Linked DNA regions of Gossypium hirsutum: region 1 is linked to region 2. A link is a contact called in public Hi-C data. All regions are on one chromosome and are shown on one strand. The core of a region is the stretch at or near the end of the contact, and the rest is flanking DNA. Distances in the headings are between cores, read along the strand shown. Region 1 holds the start of LOC107945745. Region 2 holds the start of LOC107952833 (activator of 90 kDa heat shock protein ATPase homolog).

The links. Hi-C and Micro-C count contacts between places; a contact is called where the count stands out from the background.
Region 1: a contact with region 2 is called in a Hi-C map of leaf, with 2.2 times the contacts expected there. The contact joins the promoter of LOC107945745 here to the promoter of LOC107952833 in region 2. A contact is called at or near these places in 2 of 34 Hi-C or Micro-C datasets (both in leaf).

Annotation. Positions count from the first base shown.
Region 1 is chrD04:24,193,233-24,198,095 of Gossypium_hirsutum_v2.1, reverse strand. LOC107945745 reads right to left here and starts at 3,183. Exons shown (of 4, transcript XM_016879851.2): 1 at 2,530-3,183; 2 at 2,236-2,285; 3 at 1,692-1,762; 4 at 635-1,566. The coding sequence starts at 2,790. The coding sequence ends at 875.
Region 2 is chrD04:23,507,625-23,512,806 of Gossypium_hirsutum_v2.1, reverse strand. It overlaps LOC107952833 (activator of 90 kDa heat shock protein ATPase homolog), which reads right to left and starts at 3,614. Exons shown (of 3, transcript XM_016888029.2): 1 at 2,497-3,614; 2 at 2,321-2,400; 3 at 1,903-2,220. The coding sequence starts at 3,387. The coding sequence ends at 2,127.

The DNA of each region.
Region 1 (4,863 bases), core at 1,934-4,433, 690 kb before region 2:
TTATAAAAAATATATAATTACTCTTATAATAATTTTTTGTTATTTTACAAAAGAAATGAATTTTCAATAATTTCTTAATTGAGTTGAAACTTATTTGATGAGTACTCTCAATTTAGTTAACTTTTTAAATAATAGTATACATATAATTTACTATAGCTGAAATCTTTTGGATCAAAATAAGAAACAAGTCTTCACTTATATGGAGTGATGATTAAAACTCATACAACGATTCAAACCTATCACATCATCCCACCACAATATAAATATATAAGGAACACAATTTTTACCCATGCAATAACGCGATGATAGTTATACCATATATTTTACCTCTATTTCTAATTCTTATTCAAGGCACACATAATTATCCAAAAAGGAAAAAAAATATTTAAAATAAAGAATAAGGTTCAATTTCCATGTTATAAGCAGAAGTCAATAATTCTAACTGAACATGCTTTCAGATTCAATAGCTCTTCCTTCGATCAAACCTTGTGTTGCGCAGCCATGAACGTGACTGCATTCTCATGCACTTTTATTGGTCAAAAGATGCACAGTAACTATATTTATGTGTTTATATAATAATATCATTTGTTAAAGTACTTTTAGACCAGGAAATCCACATCCTACAATCAACGGGAAAAAAGAAGGCTCCATTCTATTTATTTAACATTAAGCCCATCATCATGCCTGAACAGAAGATTTAAAAAAGAAAAGGAAAAGATTAAAAACATTTGATCAAGCACCAGTCCATTAAGAATCTCAAATAAAAACGAAGTTGGGAACAGTTGCACCAGGTATATAATAATAATAATAATAATAATAATAACTGTAACCTCAAACCTTTTATTTATTTATTTTCATACACTCTCAGGCTCAGCTAGTTATTATCATCTGCTACTGCAATTGCATTGTCGTTTTGGCCCAGCAAACTACTTATGGATCGAGCTTTAACCATTCCAAGCTTCGCTCTCTTCTTTGTCATCATCAATGGCTTCTGATCCTCTCCTTCTGCATCATTCCCACCACTTTCACCATGCAATTCACGCTTTGCTAATTGTTGGGACGAAGAAGAAAGATTGGACAACATCAGACCTTGATTATCACCATTATTAGGCTGTCCCTCCTCCTTTGATGCTAAAGATCGGCTTCGAACACTAGTCATGCTCCTCAACCTACCTTTGCCCAAATGATGCTCGCAAAGAGAGTAACCAACGAGTGTTTGTTGGCAACATCTCCATCCCCTTCCATTAACTCGACTGCACCGCGACCCTTCCATGAGTGCACCACCTCGACCTCTCTTTTTTGCACCACTAGAATTGTTATTATTATAAATACTAGTGCAAGCAATGTCTTTGCTCTCTTGTTCTTCACCATTGCTTTGCTGCTGCTGCTGCTGCACAAGTTTCTTGTTCAGCTTAGTCTTCATCTTGCTGGTACTGCTCTTCATCGGCCGCTTATTATTTGTATCTTTCGCCATTATCGTATCATCATCGTCCCCTGTTGTTTCAACGCTCCCTCTTCTCTTCTTCAATGGAAATGCTTTTTCTCCCTCACCCCATCTCCCAACAGCTTTTAGTTTAAGTGCAATCAAAACAACAACAACAACAAAGTGCAACCACCTTCAAATACTACATCGATCAAACACTAGTGGTTTCATTCTTCCGTTTTGATTAACATATGCAGAAGATTCTTACCTTGATGATGGGAAGAACTCGACTGTGGAGGAGACCCAGTTCCTAGTTTTGCACCCAAAACATTTTTCTCCCTAGCAAACCAACCCAACCCAGAAGATCCACAACCACAAACATAAATTTTTTTTAAAGAAAAAAAATGGAAAAAAATGAATGAAATTAGTGCAAAACATGGAGCAAGATGTAAATAACATTGGTTGAGAGTTGAGACGGGGACCAGCATCCGATGCTAACGTGCACCGCATGGACATATATATTAGTTAACCAAAATTGAAGATAAAAGAAAAAAGAAAAAAAGATTAGATTAGATAGGAAGGTATGGTTGCTAGCCAAAGCTGAAATAAAAACACCTAAAAACAGTATTTCCAGTTACAGTATTATTTTCATTTTTGTAGAATTCTTTCATTTTAGTGTTGGTGTTGGTTAAAAAGTTAAGATCAAGACCCTTCTTTTTTTTTTCACCTTTTTACTACAAGATTTTATGAAATAACAGAAGAAATTTGGTTTTTGTTTTTAATTTAAACTTTTTTAGCCCTTCAGTTCTTACCTGGTGTCATTAATCTTCTCCTCTTCTTCTTCTCCTCCAGGCTTCAAAACCTACAAAAAGAAATAAAAAAGGTCCCACTTAGCAAGTTTGTAATTTTACCTGATGCAACTTTCATGGGTGCAAATTAATCAAAGTAAAAAGAGAATTCAAACAAGAGATGCTTTATTTCTTTTTGTTACGTTGAACACTAGTGCAGTCTCAGAAACAAAGTTAAAACTATGATAAAAATGAAAGAAAGGAAATAAGATGTACTATTTAGTTGTTTGTAAGGATTGAATCATTGAACTAACTAACCAAGTAGTCTTGTTTGTTCTTCGTGAGTTGTTTTCCATGTGTTGTTCCATCACGGGGTTGGGTTGGCAGTGCTTGGCCGATCGGATGATCAGATTGAGAAGGGTAGTGAGGATCAAAGCAGCAAGGAGTGGGTGGTTGTTGCTGCCGTAGCGGGAGTTGCACCACCGCTACCGGAGGGCGGTTAAAGTTGGGATCTGATGAAAGGGGTACTGGTGAAATGGAAGAGAAAGGTAGCGGAACCTGTCTTTTCCTGATCCTCATCGATGCGAGATAAGATTTTCCCTTTCTTTCTCTCTCGAGAAAATAAAAAAACAAAACACTCAAGGAAACCAAACCAAAGCTAAGCAAGATATAATCAATCTTTACAAGGCAAAGACAAGAAAAAAAAAAGTCTGATTTTGCTTTGAGAGAGAAATAAAAGAAAGGAGAATATATGGAAAAATAAATGCAAAACCCAAATATTTATAATAATTACTACTAATTTTTTTAATATTATTCAGTAATTTGTTTCTCTCTCTAACTTTTATTTGTTGCACCACAGAAAGGGGAAGAAGGGGTGATGCACGTGGGGAGCACGTGGGAAGGTGGTAACCGGTTGAGAAGGTAAACGGTGGAGGAATCGGGAGGGGAAGGCCAGGGTGGAAACGAGGGGAGAAACCAAATGATGGGAGTGGGTAGTTTTATCGTTTATACTTTTTGGATGAGATTGGTGGGTCCCTCTCTTCTCCTCTCTAACAGCAACGACTCTGATCTGTTAATTGATGCCCCCCTTTTTATTTTTAAAAAATTATATTAACTCTACCTTTTTTTTTCTATTCTATTTTTTATTCTTCTCGATATATCCTAGATAAATAAAGTGTTTCAATTCCTATATTTTTTTAATCATTTTTTTTCTAATTTTAAAGGGTAAATTATACTGCAAGTCATCTTAAATTACCGTTGTTCCTATTTTGGCAACTTTAATTTCTTTTCAATTTAGTCACTTTAATTAATATAATTATTTGAATTAGTCACAGATGTTAAAAATTTCGTTAATCCATCGAGTTGTTAACATAATATTTTTTTAACTTTGACAAAAGTTAGAGACCTCTCTATATTAGTCAAAATCACTTTATTTTTATTTGCAACATATGTGTTGGGGATAGACCTGATTAAGCAACGAATAAGTAAAAATAGCAGAAGAAATTGAGAATTTGAACACACAAATTTAACGTGAAAAAATCCCTCCAAAGAAGATAAAAAATTACGAAGAAAGATAATTTTACTATAATGGCAAAAGAATGAAGACTACAAAAGATAGAGATAAAAACTAAACCGCGAAACTCGAAAATAAAGAACCCTCTAAACGTAAACACAAAATTTACCAAAAGTGTTATGAGTTTTAATTTTTTAATGGATGTCTTTTCTAAGGTTATAAAAGAGCCTCTTTATAGGCTAAATTCGTAGGTCAAATAATAATAAACTAATCTAGACTAATCAAAGTTCGACTGAAACAAATAAATAGAGTTTAACTGGGAGATTATCTCTACAATTTGACTGAAATATGAGGCATACTCAACAAATCTCCACCTTGACTCATATTTCCACAACACCATCTTTGCCAAAACTTGCCATCGGCCTATCTTGAACAATGTAGGGAATTAACTGAGTCGAATTTGTGCTTAAAAGCAAGAAGACCTCTAGCCTTTGACTTGTGCACTGCCAAATCAAAACTAACTCGAGTTTGATTTTCACGAACACAGCGCCTTAACTTTTCAAAACCTGTATCTGAAAGAGAACATCTCTTCAACAAAATGTTCATACATTTTTCCCTCCTATGACTAAGTTGCCTCCGCTCCAAACTAGTTGACTTCGACTCTGTAATGGACGAGAGACGCTTGATTTCACCGGTCAGTGTTGAACCTTCCAAAATATAAAGGTTATTGGTCCTTTTACCTTTTAACAAAACGAGAGCCCCATGAGACACCTTAATGTTGCTCGACTCGATGTTGATTCTGCAACCTTTCGAGTCTAAAATACTCAAGGAGATGAGATTCTTTCGTAAATCAGGTAGAAACCTGACATCTAAGAGTGTCCTAATCATCCTTTCGTACATATTAATTTTAACAGTCCAATGTCGATTACCTTACTGGATGAATCGTTTCTCATGCGCACAACTCCATCTTCAACTGAACTGTATATGGAGAACCATTCTCTGTTGGGACACATATAGAAAGAACATCCCGAATCTAGGATTGACTCAGACATAAGCTCGGAGCTATCACTCGTTGACAGTAATAAGAAATCATCACCGCTTTTGTTGACCAAATTAACACCAGCTACATCTTCCTTGTT
Region 2 (5,182 bases), core at 2,365-4,864:
ACCGTTGGGTACTGTTCATACGCGGGCCGAAATCGCGTCCACGTCAACGCAAGTTGCTGACGTGACAGCAAATCACATTTCCTGACGCGTACCCTGACATCGCGCTAACGTAAACGCGATTTCGCAAAAAATAAACCATTTCGGTAAATAATTAAATAATTAACCTATTTCGATAATTTTTTTTAAAAAAGAGCTTTTATTAGAAAATTGCCCGTTCAAAAGCAGTAAAACAGTAAAACAAAACTTACTTAATCAAAATAAGCCCAAAAACCCCAAAATTAGTATAAAAAACAGAAAACCAAACTAGGCCGCCGATAGTTTAAAAATCTAAAAAAACCGAATCAAACCAAATCAAATTCAACCCTTAAAAAAATGCTTAAATGACGATTTAAGTGAACCAACCGAGTCATTAACTTGCATCACAGAAAAGAACCTCATTGGCCACAATTTCAATTTGAATAGAACCAGAGTCCTGTATGTCCAAGACATGAAAATTGCGGACCCAGCGGACATTACGTTACATGAAGAAATGGCCTTGGAAGGGTTCAATGGAAAGAACAAAGAATCCACCTACCCCAGCTATTATCTTAAAAGAGTATGGAGAAACAAATAAAGACGTATGTTAGCACACCTATAGCTCTAACAGCACAGATGAACTCGCAATCTCATAGTGTCCAAGCAGGGACACCCCACTAAACATCTATGTCAACTTTTTCTAGGTGAAATATTTCATCACGCTATGCAGAAATACATAATAGAAAAGGAGAATACAAAGTAACGGTTCTTAATAAAGCTAAAAGGCCTAAGCGAATGAATTGAAGTTTCTGAATGAAAAATGAACTTTAATCATGTACAACCTAAGAATCCTTGACATGCTACCTAAAAGACATTGGATTTGGAGCTGTTATTTACACATAAAACACATGCAATGCAACAAATATCTGCTACTAACCGTTCTATCTTCACTAGTTACATCTTGGAACGTTCTCCACTAAAAGAGTAATCAAAGTGTCTAGTTGGAGGCTTTGAGGCTCATGCGCCTTATAGAACTGTAAACACATCTTAATCCCTGTATAAAAAGCTCTCTTTTTAACTCTTTCCTATTATAAGACATTTCCAATGAGATGCATATCCAAAACAACAGTTAACTATATGCCATCAATTGAGGAACAACAATTTGAATATTTCCTCTTCTAACCTCATGATCGTTTTGTTGTACCTACGCACACTCTGAATTACTTGGCCAAAGATGCTTCCTGCTCTTCACAGGGCCAACACTGTTGGCACAGAAACAAGTGCTTCATTTTGAACGATTAAACACATTAAATGCAGTACCACAGCCATATGTCAAGTAGCTAGATTATCATGCCTGCTCCGACGGCAGAAACAAAATCATGTCTCCACTTACATCCTCAAAGAAAAACAAACTACAGAATCAGTAGCTAAGTTAACCGTGGTCCAAGCACCAGATATGATGTAAACCAAAAAAAATACTTCAAAAGCAATGGGCAATCCAAAATCTACATTAACTAGATTGTTAATTTGCTTGAAAATAAATAATCACAAACTACGCAGAGAAAATTCTTTGTAAAAACATGGACAACATAGTGAAGCAACCCACAAACTTCACATTGCCCGTGAGCGATTGATCATTCTAAGACCTAATGCAAAAAAAAAAGCCTGTATGCTTCTAACAGAAGAAAGGGAACAATAAAATTTGAGCTTTGTTTTCAGTATCATCAAGATCAATACATTAAAGCAGCAGAGAATTAAACCATTCACTCTTAAGTAACATCATAACACTAACATATACTGAAAGTATATACATCCTCAAGGAGACACTATGCGCACTGACAGACTTATAGTGAAATTGCTGGCAAGGCAACATTTTCATCATTCTCATTATTATAAGTTTTAGGGGATAGATTAGATATCGGCAAACAAGACAACAATGACACTCAGTCCAAGTTTCAACTTTAAAACCATGAACCAGTAGACCAAGATCAGACTTGCAAAGTCTTATAAATTTTTCACAATAAGATAGCTGAAAGAAAGAAGTGTTCATAAAGTTCCAACAATTCAAAACCAAAAAAGAAAGACTATTCCTCGTTTCGGAATAAAATAAATCATATTCCAAAACCAAATACTGCTCGTATCTTATTGAAAATAAGGTCTCTCCAACCCCTCTCAGTGTTCTCCACCACAGTCGCATTCCCATATCTGCATGACAAATCAAAGCAAAAACAGAAGTAAAATCAATGACCCAATTCAGAAAGTACGAAATTAGCCATCTTGCGCAATAAAACAAATAAAAACCAACCTGTCCTCCTCGGGAACATCTAAATGCGTGAGTTTGATTATAGTAACCCCAGGCTCAGGCTCATTGAAAACAAGTCTTACCTGCAACAACAACCCATTAAAGATAAGCCATCATTCGACCACACTGTATTCCCAAAATCCTGGAGAACAGGCAAAAGTGGAATCCATTAAACTTACAGTAGAATCAATCCCGTCGGGCCAACTCCCAAATCTCCATCTCTGAGCAATCAACTTCCCTTCTTGCAACTCCAAGTTAATACCAGTAACCGATCCATCGAAAATAATAAATTGACCACCGACTTCTTTACTTATCCTAGCATTACTCTGAGTAAACCCTTTCCATCTATTCTCATCCATCAAAATCTCATACATATCCTTAGCTCTACAATTAAACTTCTCCGACATTGTAATCGTCTTAAACCCTTTCTTCCCTTCCTTCTCCACTTCCTTTTTGGGTTCCTTCTCCACCCCAACTTTCTCCTTAGAAACTGCAGCTGAGTTACTATTACTAGTAGTAGTATTAGTTTTGGGAGCCGATTTCTTGGCTTCCAATTCATCTTTAACGGGGCCACCTTTCGCCATAGCTTGAACAAAATCCCTCACTTTCTCCAAAACCAAAGGCTTCCCTTTGGCCAGCATCGCTTCCTTCAAGGCTTTACCAATGGGTCCTTCGTCTTTAACCGTCACCTTAACTTCCGGATCCTCGTCAGCATTTTCATCCGAAATGTACGGAATCTCGAGGTTACCTTCAGCTTTCAACAGCGTCTTCCCTTCCCCATCTTTGGCTTCGCCTTCCCAGGATACACTCAAACTGATTTCATATCCGGGAATGACTTTACCCTTGCGAATATTAACATAGGCTTCGCCGTCGACCTTTTCGACCTTCTTGGTCTTGATGCGGAGATTGCCTTGGCCGTCAAGGATGGTGAGATCCGAAAGCGATTTGGTGAAGAACATTTTCGACCAGGGGAGGCAATCGGTTTCAGCCCAGTGCCAGTTGTGGACGTTAGCACCGTCGGGTCTTTCCTCCACGATCCAGCGCTTGTCGCCTTCGCCGTACTTGGCCATTGATGAAAAAATCAAGACGAGGGTGTATTAGGGATTGAGAGAGATGTGAGCATAATAATGGAAGGGAGAGCTTAAAAGAAGCAACTGGGTGGGAGGGGCCGCTCTGGAGGGTTCGGGGCGGGGAGGTAGAAGAATCCAGAATGTGGGATAGATATATAAAATATTATATTTTAGGAAGGATCTAGAAGACTTCACTACTAGGAACTCTTCTGCTTTTAGGGTTTCTTTGTGCAAAGCTTATCGCAGTATAAATATTGTAATTTTAAAACTTCCCCAATAAAATAAAACATTGATTTACTTAGGTATGTTTGATTATGGATTTGTTAGCTTTTACCACCCAATGAAAAGTTGAAATTGTATATTATATCATCATTTTAAATAAAATTGGTTAAATTACATTAATATTATTAAATTGTTAGTAAATTTATATTTTGGTCATTAAACTTTAAAAAATTTCAGAATGATCACTAAATTATTTCAAAGTTTTCATTTAAGTTATTAAACTATTTAAAAAAAAGTTTGGCTAACAAGCTTCAAGCAATGTTTCGATGAACGATATGTGGATTAGTACCCATCGACAAGTATAATAACATATCTTAGATCCAAGTCGATCTAATAGTCATTGTCGGAGATTAGAAAAGAAGATTGTTTGGATTTTGGTTCGTAGATTTGTGGTGTTCAAAGTTGTTTCATGAGAAAAAAAAACTTAATCGTAGAAGGGAAGGGGAAGGAAAGCTTTCGATTGGTGCAGATGGGGCAAACAAAAAAGGCCATACGGTAGTAATTTTAACAACCCAATTACTTAAATGAGAACTTCTAAATAGTTCAGCCACCATTCTATAGATTTTTAAAGTTGAGTGACCAAAACGTAAATGTACTAATAGTTTAGTGACGGTGGGTATAGTTTATCCAATAATTTAATTGAGAGAAATAATTAAATTTGTTTTAATTGATTAAATAAATAATATTTTGAGAGCATAAAACTAGTATTGAGTTGGATAAATTATATAAGTTGTTTTAAAGACTATATAACAAATATATAGTTGTACCCAATACAAGAAAAACCTAATAAAGCCCACTTGTATTATGGTGGGTAGCATATTGGAATATTCATCATGTGTGTGCCACTCACCATGTGATGTCTAAATGGGAGTTCGTGTTTTTTTTATTAAAATTGTATTATTTTTGTCTCATCTTATTCGAATAGAACTTTTGTGGATTTTCCTTATAAAAATGGACTATGGGATAAGTAAACAACACACCACTCTAAATGTAGTCATTGTGTGATCGGTTCTTGAATTAGAGCCCACTCTTTAAGCAAACTGAGGGTGCGAGAATAGCGAAAAAGATCGTGTTTGTTGGAAGTCAAGAATCGATAAGTTCCGTTGAGTGAAAAACATATGTACTAATTTGGTAAAGTTCATTTCTATAAATAACACAAAATGGCTCAGGTTTTAGAAAAAAAATTAAAATTATGTTGTGTAAACAAGTTTTCCAAATTGATTTTTCCAACAATTTGTAATACCCATTACTTGGGATAACCCGACAACCCTAGCAACAAATGTCACATTTGGGCACTACAAACACTAAACTTGAACATCATCTAATTCCATTCATTTTAACCAAATTAAGCTCGTTTGGAGTGGTTCTAGTCATTTCTAACCTATCTTCAAAGTTTGGTTGCAAACGAAGTACATTTAAAGCCTTTCCGGAGCAAAACTAATCAAACTGAGTGGTTTGAAGTAGAGGTATTGGTACCTCTGTGCTAGGTATCAATACCTAGGCTAAAACATTG